Linked DNA regions of Anas platyrhynchos: region 2 is linked to region 1. The links are chromatin contacts, called in public Hi-C maps. All regions are on one chromosome and are shown on one strand. Each heading gives the region's core, a stretch centred on a gene start, on an enhancer-like site or on the middle of the called end of the contact. The rest is flanking DNA. Distances are from core to core; before and after follow the strand shown.

Region 1 (6,549 bases), core at 3,732-6,231:
GCTTGGCCAGCAAGGAACGGGCAATTCCTAGAGGGGGAAAGGAGCAGGGATGTCTCGCCCCCCCATTAGGTGCCTGTTAATCGCGCTGTGCCAGGGGTGGCATTTTCAGGTGGCAAGGCCCATAGCCAAGCAGGGACATTAATCTCATTCATTCTGGTCCCATTTTGTCCCTGGAGCCCCATGGAAGCACCCCGGTGGTTTGAGGGAGCGGGATGAGACCGGCAGCGGGGCTGGAGGTGTGTGCATGGCACAGGTGGGCACAGCTCCGGGTGTGGAAACCCCCCCAAAACACAAGGGCTTGGCGCATCGCCGTCCCCGCCTGCTCTTCACAGGTTTTGTGCGACTGCGAATGTGTGCTGCTCGGGTTTAATAATTAATCGGGGCTTTATTTAAGTCCATCACTGCACTGCAGTAATGGTTCATCGGATACCTTCTTATAATGTGTACAGTGTAATTTTTATTAGGAGGCGCTTCTGAAGCGAAAGCTGGTTGTTACCTGGTTGTAGTCAAACATGTCATTAGTTACCAGGTATCGTGGGTCAACACACAGGCATAAAACAATCCCTTTTCTTCTCTTGCAATGATTAACCCATCTATCAACAGTGTCTGTTTAATATATATCACTATAAACAGTCATTATTTGCAAGAATAGCCAGATGGGCAGATAATTTAAAACATAACTTGGAATCTATTTTAGTTTTTAGAGGCCTAACTTAACAAAAAAAATCATAGAAATGCCCATGCAATCACACGCCCAATTTGTGTGCGTAATTACCTTGATTACATGTGTGCTTGTGGTAATTGTCACCACAGATGGCATTGGGATGCATGAATGGTCACTTGTGCATGCGGAGCTGCTCCACATACCACACCAGGGTAATGTCAGATGCAAATTGAGCGCGCACCTCGTGCACCCCCCCTGCTGCAGAGCGCGGCACGGCCACCAGCCCGGCTGCCCACCCATGGGTGCATGGTGCAGGCACCAGGGTGCAAAAACGGGGAGGTGGGAGCAGGCTGTGGGTTCCTGCACAAGGCTGTGCTGCTCGGATGCGTGCCCTCGCTGTGGGATGCCTCCTGCATCTGGCGGCGAGCTGGCTGCTGGGGCGCGGTGGTGCCGATGGGGTGCCACCACGGCGGCACTTTGCCTTGAGGCACGGCTGCCTCCGAGTGCCTTTTGCAAGGCAGTTTCCTCTGCAAAGCATGCAGGAGCCCAGATAGAAGTCACAACCTCATCCTGCCCCAGAAAACAAGGCCAAATTGGGGTCGTACCACCCCATTAGCACCCAAGTGCTGCCCTGCTGGCGCATCCCCGTGCGCCCTGTTGATGCACCCTCGTGCTGGACACCCCAGAGCTCCCCGTTTGTACCTCCCCATGCTGGCACACCCCAGTGCTCCCCGTTTGTACCTCCCCATGCTGGCACATCCCCGTGCTCCCCATTTCTGCACCCCCATGCAGCTCCAGCAGCCCGGCCACGTGCCACCCCAGCAGCCTGGCCACCCGCCAGCAGCCCTCGAGGCCGCGGCTGCTGCTTTCCACAAGCCCCTGTCCCCGGCTTAGGAGAATTAAAGATGCCTGATGCTGCGCTTATCAGGGGAGGAGAGAGAGACTTAGGAGGCAGTCTATCTAAAAGTTATTATTAATTTTTATTGCTGCATGGATTTAGAGATTTGGAAGAAGATAAATTCCAAACAGACATCCATTACCAAAGCGACAGTGTAGCTTAAAGATAACATTTACATTCTTACGGTGTTTATATATATCTGATCCCACTCAATCTGCTCCCTGTTCAAACTTTTTGCCACCTTCAGAAGGATCAATACCTACATCAAAGGTTATATGAAGGTGGCCAGATTCTTTTAAGCTGTTTGCATAGCCCTCAGTTTGCTGTGCTAACACAGCCTGGTACTTCTTCCAATAACTCTGTTTGCCTTGTATTAGGACTGTTTGCTGAAACACCTAGCAGAATCCAATAGAGGACAGACTTTCTAAACATTTGGTCACATCTGTCAATCAATAACACCAATCGGTTTCCTGATACAAACAGCAAACTCTGCCAAATCTAATATTTGCCCAAACTTTTACTGACTCTTGCTGGTTTAAAACAGTAAAAGGCAACTGAGCAGACATTAGTGCAGAAAGGTTCTCGCTAATATTTAACTCTAGGCAAACAAAGAATAATTCCAGCAATGAAAGGAGCAAAAACAAACAGTGTAATTATTGTCCTCTTTTTATTTGAGATAATTTGCTTAAATGTACAGCTATTATCTGTTAATATGGTGAGGTATAATTAGAAGGGACAAAATACAGGTTTGGCTGACACAGGCGCGCTCACACACAGGCACACAATGGTGCAGATTTCAACTCTTGAACCTTGCCCCTTGCGCTGAGATCATGTTTATGCAGGTGATCTTGGAACAAACACGGCGATGTTATCAGTGAATGGAAAACACCTGACTCGAAAACAAAAAAAAAAAAAAAAAAAAAAGGAAAAAGTACTCAGAGGACTCCAGGCAAATCTGGATTCCAGATTAAAACAAAGAGGAACAATGGAGGCCAAATGTTTTTCTGGAGTGGCTGCCAGGCTGGGGTAGGCGGCTGGAACTTGGCTCAAGTCTCTTCCATAAAACCGGGAGATGCTTTTAATCTGCATCTGAAAGAAAGCAGAGTGCAGCCAGAATCGGTGCCCAAGGGGTGCTCCGGGACCGAGCGCTGGGTCCCATCTTGCAGGGGCACCCAGCACCATGGGGACCCCTCGCTCCAGCCCCCAGGGGGGCACCGCCACTCGGACCAGGGTGTCTGCCTGGGTGGCAGCTTGTGGCAGCGCAGATCATCTTTAATTCATCGTGTTGTGGAAGGAGAATAAGTGGGACAGATAATGATCTGCAGAGTTTTCCTTTTTGGTAACCAAATATATCTTTGTGCTAAGTGACAATTATTCTAAAAGCTTCTTTTTTGCAGCTAAGGTGCTCGGCTCCCGTGCCTCAAAGAGTCGTTTTCCCTCGGAAAGGAATCTAATTGGGCTCTGATCGAGAGCAGAAAATACCTAAAAGCTGCACAGAACAATATTTCACCCTGCTAACAGCCTTTTCATTTGGAATGCACAGCCTAACACTAAGTGCGACGTGTAGTCTCATCTCTAACACTTTGTTTATTACAGCGCGCTGCTAAATATTAGATAATGGTGGTTAGAGAACGCTTTTTGCAGAGGGAAACAAGTCAAGCAGAAAGCAGGCTGGCTGCCCGGCGTGCAGAGGAGATTACGCTGCAGATGCTGGGGACGATGCTGGGGGGTGAGCAGTAAATGAGCACGAGCCGGTGCTGGTGGCCTTGGCGGGTTACTTGGGTTGAGCAGCGCTGCTCCCCTGCCCCAGTTTTGCTCGGTGGGCAGCTGTCAGCACTTGTGCCCGATGTCCCGAGGCACATCAGCCCACGCAGTGCCTGCCAGCAGGGGTGAGAGGGTGCAGACGCCGCGTCCTGAGTCACCGCTGTTGCACCACCGGCCCTGGGCGCTGCGTTGGAACGGCCCCGGCGCATTCACGTGGCCCTTCCTCACTGGGAAAAATCGCCTAGGTTCAAGTGGGAGCTTCCTTGTCTTCACAGCAGCCCTTCTGATGGCATTTAGGGTGATGGCTGCCTGTCCTGATGGGAATTCGGGTGACCTGCAGGTCACAGCAGCCTCTTTGCGCAGGACTTGCTAAGCAGGCATAGGCGAAAGGAAAGCCTGCAGGTTATTCGGGGAGTAAAACCCCTGGCTCAGGACCTTTCAGAGCACTGCAGACACGTGCGTGCGGCGTGCGTGGGCAAAGTGCAGTGGTAGGGACTCAAAGCTGCTGAGGTTTTTGGGGAGCCCAAGGCCCGGAGCAGTGGCGGCGCGCGGCAGCAGATGGCAGTGGCAGCGTGCCGCCGCCCGCGCGGGCAGCCCTCGGTGCTGATTAACGCGGCAGAAAGTGGCATGGTTTGGGGCTGTGGGACCTGAAATGAACTCTCTCCTCCTTCCCTGAGCGCCAGGTGGAACGGCACAGCCTGGGGCTCTGACATTCAGCCCCAGCGAAGAGGAGGAGAGGTGGGGATTGCTTTGGCTGCGGCAGAGCCCCCCCTGCGCTGGCGTGTGGCTGCCATCGAGGGGGTTTGGCTCCATGGGGATACCCGGGCTGGCTCCAGCACTGTGGGTACCAGTGCTATAGGGACCAGGGGACTGCTAGAACCTGGCTTCAGCTGCTTGGAAAGCCAAGGGGCCTGCCCTGCGCTCCTGCACAGGCGGTTCCGGGGTCCCAGGAGGAGCAGGAGGTCACACACAGCCACCACTGTGCTGCTGGGGACATCTGGGTGGCCCTGGATGAGATCTGACACCACAGCCTGCCTGGGAACCTGGTGTAGAGGCTGCAGGTGGCGTCTCCTGCAACCCTGGGACCCCAAAAGTGGCACTGACAGCCCCGACATGCCAGCACGGTGCCATCCAGCCGCTCCTGCGTGGGCACCGTGCCCTGGAGCGCAGCCCAGAGGCTCCTGCAGGTGCGTCTGGAAGAAGCACAGAACGTCCCGAGCTGGAAGGGACCCACCAGGATCACTGAGTCCAACTCCTGGCTCTGCTCAGGACCAGCCAAAAATCAGACTGTGCGTCTGATTGGTCCACAGGCTCCTTGAACTCTGGCAGCTTGGTGCCGTGACCACGTCCCTGGGGAGTCCTTCCAGTGCCCGAGCACCCCTGGGCGCAAAACCTTTCCCTAACACCCATCCTGACCCTGCCCTGTCCCATCTCCGTGCCATTCCCTCGGGTCCTGTCCCTGTCCCCTGCAGAGGAACGGGATGGGACGCCTGCCCTGAGCCACACCAGGGGGAACTTTGTCACAATTCCTGCCCAGACTGTTCTAATTACAGGTTGAAAATGAGCTGCGCTGGGCCTGTTCTTCCTTATCAGCTTATTGCTCTGATATTTTCCTAGACACTGGGATGAATCAGAGCGTTGCATCACATTCCGTGCTGGCTGCAGTGTGTTTCCGGAAGAATGCTGAGGGTGTTTTGCTGCTATTACTGAGTAATTAACCCGGGCTGGAAGCTGCTTGGCGTTCCCTGATCATGAGAAAGCGCAGCACGAGGAAGCTCAGCACCTGTGAGAACAAAGCAGGTTCCCTCGCGGTGACAACAGCAGCAGAGGGAAGGCCTGGGGAAGGAAGCCGCGCGTTGGTTTGCTCCCCAGAGATTTGGAAACGTTTTGGCTGGGTGCGCCTTGTGCGACGGGGCGAGAGGCGAGCCTGACTCGGCTCGCCTGCGGAGCTGCCTCCCCTCGAGCATCCCCACGGGGCACACGGGGCAGAGCAGCTCTGCTCAGCCCCTGCACCCAGGTGGCTCTCCGCAGGCGAGGGGCAGCAGGGTTGCCCAAACGTGGTGCCCTTTTGGGGCGTTGCACCACCGAGCGGCCGGTGCCGAGCTCTTGAAGCTCTGGAGATGAAGCCAGCTGCTGCCTGGCCGCCTGCCGTGCCGAAACCCCGGCTCCACTGAAGTCGGTTGCAAAACTCCTGGATGGAGAAGGCTGGGCCGAGGTCTCGCCCTGCCCGCTGCTCCCTGCCGTGCCCGGCGAGCCGGTTCGTGTGCTGGAAGCGAGCTCCTGCTGCTGCTGCCGCCGCCGGCTGCGGGGCTGGGAGCGGCTCGGGAGGACGGTGGCGCAAATGCCAGGGTATGAAACGAGCTCGTTTGTTCTTTTATCTTTGAAATTATAGCTCAGAAAGGTCCAGAGATGATGGGGAAAAAAAAGCCTGAATTATTCATTAAAGTGACTTTTTTTTTTTTTCTGCTTTAATTCTTCAGAAATCTTCAAAAGTGCACAATTTGGGGATATTGGTTATAGATGTGACAGCTCCCACCAAATGGGCTTTTTTTTTTTTTTTTTTTTTTTCTAGCCCTTGAGAGGTTTTATTGCTCCAGAGCTCTTCCCCACCCTGAAACCAAAGCAGTTCACTGAGGAATAAAGTCAGCACGAAATACTTTGGGTAGTGCATTTAAGAGGAGGCAGGGCTGTGTGCCCTTCCAGGGACGGTCTGTTGCTTTGTTGCTTTAAAGCTTTAAAGTGCTTGGAGAGGAAGTGCCAGGTGTGATAACAAACATCTCGCTGGCACCGCTTAGGGCATGGGTCCTCCTGGGGCAGGGAGCTGGGGAGATGCTCCCGTGGCCTGCCTTTGCTGGGGGCTCCTCCGCAGAGCAGCCCCGTCCCTGTGGCCACTGCTCCTGCCAGCCCCCATCGCCTCGGGGTGAGGTTTAGGAGCCTGTGTGTGCCTGTAGAGATATTTATTTAGGAGTCCGACCCAGCCCTCAGAGGGGCTTCCCATAACACCCAGCCCTTGGTGGCCGGAGAGCAAAGGTAGCCAAAAGGGGAAAGCTGTCAGGAAGGGGGTGAGGCTGGGAAATCCCACTGTAAATTACCAGCAGGAGCCGATTATTTCTCTGCAGGTGATTTGACCTCAGAAATGGGGAAGGCACGAGGCAGGAGGTGGCACGCAGCCGGGGCAGGGAGCTGCAGCCCCCAGCCCAAGGGGAAGGCAGCACCGCCAGCA
Region 2 (7,243 bases), core at 3,133-5,632, 140 kb after region 1:
TCCTTGCATATGGACTTGTTTATGAAACTGCATTTTTTTCTTAACGAGAAACAAAACGAGAAGAAAGGGAGGGGGGGGAAAAAAAACACAAAACAACCCAAAACGCGCACCCGGGCGCATATGCACGCGCTTAATATTCGGCGCAGAAGAGATAATCTGTTATATAAGCCCACAGCCAGACAATCTCCTTTTGCTTAAAGATGAAGTATCCATCAATGTTTGTCTCAAGCAGATGTAATCACAAGCAGTCAAGTCTGGAGGGCAGGACACCGCATGAATAATTCAGGCACTTCAGCCTCCTTGATTGTGCGCGGATAAACACGAGGCAACGCCGAACAGGTCAGCCCCTGACTTCCTTGCTCGGACCCAACACGGCCACACCGGGCTCTGGTGGGCGCTGGGCTACCCAAATTGGGCACGGGGCTACCCAGGAGGGGTTCAGCCCCCAGGGTCCTGGCTCAATCCCCAGCCCCGTGCCCGTTCCCACCTGATTTTGGCCTGGAAGCGCGCTGGGCTCGCCGCGGTGTTTTCTCCGGCACCACGCACGCTGCTGTCAATTGAAGCAGGAGGCAGCTTCGCCTCCCCAAATTTCCCACCCAGCAAGCACGAGGCACACGGTGTATGGCACCAGGAGCAACGCAGGCTGGGGGCACCCCAGGAATTCACCCCCAGAGGAGCCCCCGGCACGTCTCGGGGTCCCCAGCACCGGGGTGCTGCCCTCCTGCAGCATCCAGGTGGGAGATGGTGAGGGCACCCCCCTGCCTCCCTGCCAAAAAGCACCCATGGGCGCAGCGGGGCTCTTCTATAACTCCAAAAACGCCCCAGACCTGAGGCCAAAGGGAAGGCAATGATGTACAGGGACACACCACGGCACGGAAGGAGCCGAGCATCCCACCAACACCCCACAAAGCCAAGACCAGCGGCCGGTCCCCATCCAGCAGCACAGCCCCTCCTGGAGCAGGGCTCTGCAGGCACCATCCCCGGTGCAACACACCCCGCACATCTCAGAGCTGCTTTCCTAAGCTCCCATCAGCACAAACAGCGACATTTCAACCCCTGCACGGGGCCAAGCCATCACAGCACCAGCAACCAGGTGACAAAATGTGCTGCATCCCCAAACCAAGGCTGGCAGAGACCTGCCAGGGCAGCGGGCACCAGCCCTGCGCGCGGGGGCATCCCGGGCCACACCACAACCAAAGGCACCCGAGGCGAAGCAGCCTCACACAGACACCTCTGGCTGGGTGAAGCGACAGAGAACAGGGAGTTGGGATAATCTGCATGGAAGAAGACATTAAAAAAAAAAAACAAAAAAAAAAAAACCACCACCCAACAACAACAAGCAAAAACCCCAGCCAAACAAAAGCCCAACAAAAAACCCTGACGGCTAAGCAGTAATTATTTGTGCTACTCTGTGACTACACACACCAAAAAGCCGAAGGGAACCGTGTGTGAAGGAGAGGCAGACTCCCAGACACGCTGCTTTGAATTTAATCATCTGCTAACGACACTTCCATAGGCAGGACCGCGATGCTGCTATTAAGCAAAACCACTCTGGAGCTGAACGGGGCTGATCTGCGAGTTGCAAAGTTGATGTCAACTCGTATCTGCCTTCAGTTCTTAATTAGAACTACTTCTAAAACCAGTAAGCAGCAGCAGCACAAATAATCAGGTCTAATCTCAATAATAACTTTATTCCTTTAAGTTTTACCATCATGTGCCCAGCCTTTAGGCTCTTTAACCGTAATCTTATCAAGGTAGCACACCGCATTCTGCTCCGGCCTTTCTATATTTTTCCTTCGGGCAAGTTACATATTAGAGGAGACCCAAAGGAAAAAAAAAAAAAAAAAAAAAAGCACCAAACATTGCTTCATTTTTCCAGATGCAAAGACAAACCCGTGCCATTGAGCAACACACCAGCGGCTATCGGCATCCCAAAGATAATTCCCTAATTCCCTGCAAGTCTCACGCCACGGCGCCGCGAGGGTTGGGGTTTGACCCCAGAGCGGGGTTCTTTGCCCCACCAAGGAGGGGAAGGCTCCAGGGATCCCCATTTTCCGAGCACCGGGAACCCACCACGCCGGGCACGCACCTCCTGGCACCCCCCACAAACAGATTTCCCCAAATCCGAGTTTCTCCCGAGCGCACACACCAAATCTGCTCCGCCAAACGGGGCTGCGGGGCCCCGAGGCTCCCCCGGAGCCACCTCCCCGACCCTGCCCTCGCCCCCGCTCACTGCTCAGGGTTTATTTCCCCCCCCCCCAATACTGAGAAAAAGGGCAAAGAGGAGAGCCCCCCAGCCCCACCTCCCCCCTTCCCATTACTCACCTGTTTGTGCATTTCAATATTCAAACCGTACGACATCTCATAGTACTGGGGGAGGGAGAAACACACCAAAAAAAAAAAAAAAAGAAAGAAAAAAAAATAAAAAAAGAAAAAGGAGCCGAGGTGAATTTGAATTCATTTACCAGGCGGCGTTTGCATAAGGTCATTACCAGAAAGCATCCTGGTGGGGGCCGTGCTGGCAGCCGAGGAAATGACACCTTACAGCCAGCAGATGTTTCTGGCTCGCCCTGGGGACACCCCACAGCCCTCCCATGTCCCCCCCCCCGGGGACACGAAGCGGCTCAAACCCAGGGGTCGGGGGCTGGAGGGCTCCAGGGGGGGGTCACAGCCCCCAGCCAGCCCATGGGGGGCACGCAGAGGGCTGGGCTGGACCGGACCCGGGGGCAGCACCGGGGGGCCGGGGGGGTACCGGAGGGGGGGTCCCGGTGTTCCCACGCCCCCCCCATCCCCCCCCTGCGATTAGGAGCCTGCGGTTGGGAGCCGGGGGGGGGGGGGGCTCAGCGCTGCCACCCCGAGCCTGGGCTACCGCAGGGCGGGACGGGGGGGGGGGGGGTGGGAGGGGGCGGTGACGACCCCCCCCTACTTATTTCTCCCTTTTCTTTTCCACCCCTCCCTCGGCCGGGGGCTCGGCGGCGGGGCCGCCCCCCCTCCACCCCCCCACCCCCCCCCGCCCGCCGCTCACCATCACGTAATGGCGCTGCATCTCCGTCTTCTCGTTCGCCAGCTTGTCGTACTCCACTTTCAGGCTGGGGGGGGGCGGGGGGGGGGGGGGGGAAGCAAAGCACAACCGGGTGTGTGTATGTATGGGGGGGGCCGTCAGCCACCACGGGGCGCAGCTCGCCACGGCACCCCCCCCCCCTTTTTTTTTTTTTAATTTTTTTTTTTTTTAAGGTGTCCCCCCCCCACTACCCCCCTCCCTTTCTCCCAAGGCTCACCTGTGGTACTGGGCTTGCAGGAACTGGAACTCGTCCTTGATCCGGTCGCACGATTCGGCCACGGTGAATTTAAAGCCCGGCTGGCCCGGCTGGTGCGGAGCCTGCGGGGAGTGGGGGGGGGGACGCTCAGCGGCTTGGGGGGGGGGGGGGGGGAAAAAGGGAATTGGGGGAAGCTCAGCCAAGGGAAGGGGGGGTCCGGGACTCACCGGGTGCCGGCCCTGGGGGTACATGGCCGGGCTGGGGCGCGGTCACTGGAGCCAGCCGCGACGATCGCGACGTGCGCTGCTGCCCGCCGGCCACGGAGCGCTCCCGGAGAGGCCGAGAACTGGAACAAAGAGACGAGAGGAAAGTCCGTGCGGGGGGCGGAGGAGGCGAGGAAGGAGGGGGGGGAGAGAGAGAGCGAGAGAGAGAGAAAAAAGGAGGGGTGAGGAGGAGAAAAGGAGGCTGAGGGGGGGGGAGAAAAAAGCAGCGGGGCCCCGGCCAGCCCCGCTCGCCCCCCGGCGCAGGCTCCGCACCGCGCGGCTCGGCCGGGGAAGGCGCTGCGCACCCGCGGAGCCCGGCCAGCCCCTGCTGCTGCTGCCGCCGCCCGAGCCGCCGGGCTTTACCCCCCCTCCCTTCCTCCCTTTCCAAGAGCGAAACCAGGAAAAAAAAAATAAAAATCAGCCAAAAAAGGGTCATCGTAATAAAAAAAAAATGAAAACAAAGCGGCGAGGAAGGAGCCCCCGAGGTATTCCTGGGCGAGAAAGGGGGGGAAGCAAAGCCAGGAACTAACGGCGGAGCACGACGGCCATGGAGGAGAGGAGGAGGAGGGGGAGAAGGCCGTACACATCCGAGCGACGGCACCGGCCGCTCCGCTCCGCTCCTCCCGGCTCTCGGTTCAGCTCCGGAACGGCGGCAGCGGCGGCGCCGGGGCTCCTCGGGCCATGCTGGGCTTGGGGGGGCCGAGGGGAAGAAGAAGAGATCCGGGGGGTCGGGGTCGCGGCGGGGTCGCGGTGTCTGGGGGGCGCTCCCCGGGGCCGGCTCCCGCCGCTCGGTGCCGCCGCCGCGCGCGGACTGGGGCAGCCCCGGAGCACGCGGCCCGCGCCGCCGCCACCGGAGCGCGCCCGCCGCTGGGCGGGGCCAGCAGCCCGGGCGGCCTCGGAGCTCAGGCAGCCAATGGCAGCGCGGGGAACCCACGTGGGGGCGGAGGGGGAGGCCGCTGATTGGACGCCGCCGTAAGGGACGTCACAATGGGCAGCGCGGGAGGGGCGGCCCCGCCACCGGGCGGCACCGGGACGGCCCCGAGCGGGAGGCTGCGGGGCTGCCGGTTTGGGGTGTTTTTTTTTGTTTTTTTGCCCGATTTTAAAATTTTTTCACGCTGTTTGAGGTTGAACGCGGGGAAAATGGTTGGCACAAAGGGAAAAGGAGCCCCGGGAGCGGCTGCAAGCCCCGCTGAACCCCTTCTCAGGGAGCTACCGGGCTCCACCGCCGGTCCCAGCCCCGTAGTGCTCGGGGGAGCCCCGGTCCCGTCCCCATCCCGGCCCCATTCCCAGCCGAGCCCCGCAGCCCCATCCCGGCGGCACAAAATGGCTCCCGCGCCGCGCGTCACCCGGAGCCTCCCCGCCCCACGTGGGGCAGCTGTCACTCAAACCCCCCTCCGACCAATCAGAGCACGGTGCTGTCTCCTCCCGCCACCCCATTGGACGGCGGCGGCGCGGCTGCCACTCGGGCGGCGGAGCTGTCAATCAAAGCCACGTGGGGCGGAGCGCTGACAAATGCCTCTGCTTTGCAGCCTCCCGCTTGCAAATAGTGCCCGGAATGGCTGCTTAATTAGCTCTGAATGGCTTTTCCTCCCAGCTCAAACAATCTGTCACTACCGCGCGGCGAAGGGAGCCATGCATAAAAAAGTAAGCAGAGGCTAAATATCAATTTGATTTTGTGTATCAAAGGAATATTTTATATTATTTTTTTTTTTTTAATTTTTTTTTTGACTTTTTTTTTTGACTTTTTTTTTGACTTTTTTTTTTTACTTTTTTTTTTTTACTTTTTTTTTTTTTATTATTATTATTTGGCGCTCCCTCGTAATGAAACGCAGCGATTTAAATAAGAAAAAATAAAAAAATAGGGGTGAAAAAGAAGAAAAATCCCCCCCCAGCCCCCAGCCCAGCGCCTCCTCTGCTCCCCCCCCACCTCCCCGGATCGGTACCGGGGGGCCGGGGACCCCCTGGCGGTGCACCCCAGGGAGGGTCCCGGGGGGTCCCAGGGGGGGTCCCCGGGGGGGTCCCGATGGGGCCGGGGGCCGCCCCCCGCCCCCCCCCCGCCGGTTGCCGCGCGCCCCGTGGCGGGGCCGGGCGCTGCCCGCGCGCCCCCTTCCCATTGGCCGCCGCGCCCGGGGCCGCCGTGCCCCACGTGGGGCCAGGGGGCGCGCCGCAAAACCCGGACCGGATTTGCAAAGCGGAGCCGGAGCCGCCGCACTGCTCCCCCCCCCCCAACCCCCCCTGTGCGGATGGCAGCGGCTCCTCGCCTCCCCCCCCCGCCTTCCGCCTTCCTGCTGCTTTTATAATCCCCCCCTTTTTATTTTTTTTGTAATTTATTTATTTTTTTAAATTTTATTTTATTCTAATTTTAATGCTTTATTTTATTTTTGTTCCTTATTTTTATTTTTTTATTTTATTTTTTATTTTTTAAAATTTATTTTGTTCTCATTTTATTATTTATTTTAATTTCTTATTTTTAAATTTTTATTTTATTTTTATTTCTTTTTTAATTTTTATTTTATTCTAGTTATATTAGTTTTTTAAGTTCTTATTTTTTAATTTTTATCTTATTTTTATCTTATTTTTATTTCTTTTTTCAATTTTATTTTATCCTAATTGTATTTTTTCTCATTTTTTAAAGTTTTATTTTATTTTTTCTTTCTTTTTTTCTTTTTACCTTTTTATCTCATTTTTAATTCTCATTTTTATTTTTTCACGGCGGGGAGCTGGCGCTGGCTGCCAGGTACTCAGTGTGCCAGAGCTCGGCCCCCAGCACCCACCACCCACCCTGGGGCACCCCCTGCCCGCCGTGCTTGGAGCCCCCCAACCAGGGCTCCCGAGGCCGCCAGCCCCCCAGAAGCTCCCCCGATGGAGCCTGGCTCTTGCTGTCCTGCCTCCAGCCCCCAAAGATGAGCAAAGCCCCTGAGAAATGCCCCCCATAGGGGAAAAACATCCACAGCCGATCTCCCATGGGTGCTGGGCACCCACAGGGTCCCCATCCCGGCACCGTGACCCCCAACCACCCCACACCGCTGGGACGGGGCCGGCCCCACAGCCCCTGGTGCTTCCTGGGCCCCAATGGGGTGGGAAAAGGGGACAGGGAAGGGACGCTGGAAATTGGGTTCCGCTGCTGAAAATAGAAGGCATTAGAGGAGCTGCTTCCCTCCCCCAGCGGTATTTATGGACAAATTCTGATTTTTATTTAATGGTTTCCCCGAAAAGGTTGTAATTTTCTTCACATTTCCATCCAGCCAGCGCTGTTGTGGTGAACTCAGACGACCAAGAATGCCTCTCGTTAATTGATATTCCTCACGCTAGGGCTGCACTGAAATAGCAGATGTTTTATTTTAGGTTATTAAAGCTCACCTGGTTGAAAAAGAAAAAAAAAAAAGAAAAAAAAAAAAAAAGGAAAGAACAATTAGGGGTGAAAGGAAATGTTCTGGTTCATATTGATTTAAAATCTGCTTAAATTGATATTTGCACATCCCAATTAGAAACCATGATCTTTTCCCAGAAGTTTTTTTTTTTTTTTTTTCCCTGAGATTTTTTTCGTAACGATCTCAGAGGAAGGCTCGGCAGGAGGAGCGGCTGCCTCCCCCCCCAGCCCGATGGGCACCGTGCTCGGGGTGTGGGGTCACCGGGTGTGGGTGCAGCAGGGGAGCCCCAGCCCGCTCCTGCCCCTTGTCCTCCACATGCCCCAAGGGTTGTAGGGCCGAGCACTCCGGCCAC

The links. Hi-C and Micro-C count contacts between places; a contact is called where the count stands out from the background.
Region 2: a contact with region 1 is called in a Hi-C map of liver, with 2.5 times the contacts expected there. The contact joins the promoter of TLE3 here to the enhancer-like site in region 1. A contact is called at or near these places in 2 of 8 Hi-C or Micro-C datasets (liver and skeletal muscle).

The regions. Positions count from the first base shown.
Region 1 is chr11:24,001,385-24,007,933 of IASCAAS_PekinDuck_T2T, forward strand. No RefSeq gene overlaps it. Among named protein-coding and RNA genes, the nearest start is that of KIF23, 50 kb to the left of the region's middle. Within about 2 kb of position 4,982, at least 5 of the 8 cell types and tissues checked have an H3K27ac peak or open chromatin away from gene starts, as enhancers often do.
Region 2 is chr11:24,139,292-24,146,534 of IASCAAS_PekinDuck_T2T, forward strand. It overlaps TLE3 (TLE family member 3, transcriptional corepressor), which reads right to left and starts at 4,383. Exons shown (of 21, transcript XM_072043254.1): 1 at 4,104-4,383; 2 at 3,485-3,603; 3 at 3,279-3,379; 4 at 3,026-3,089; 5 at 2,326-2,370. The coding sequence starts at 3,508.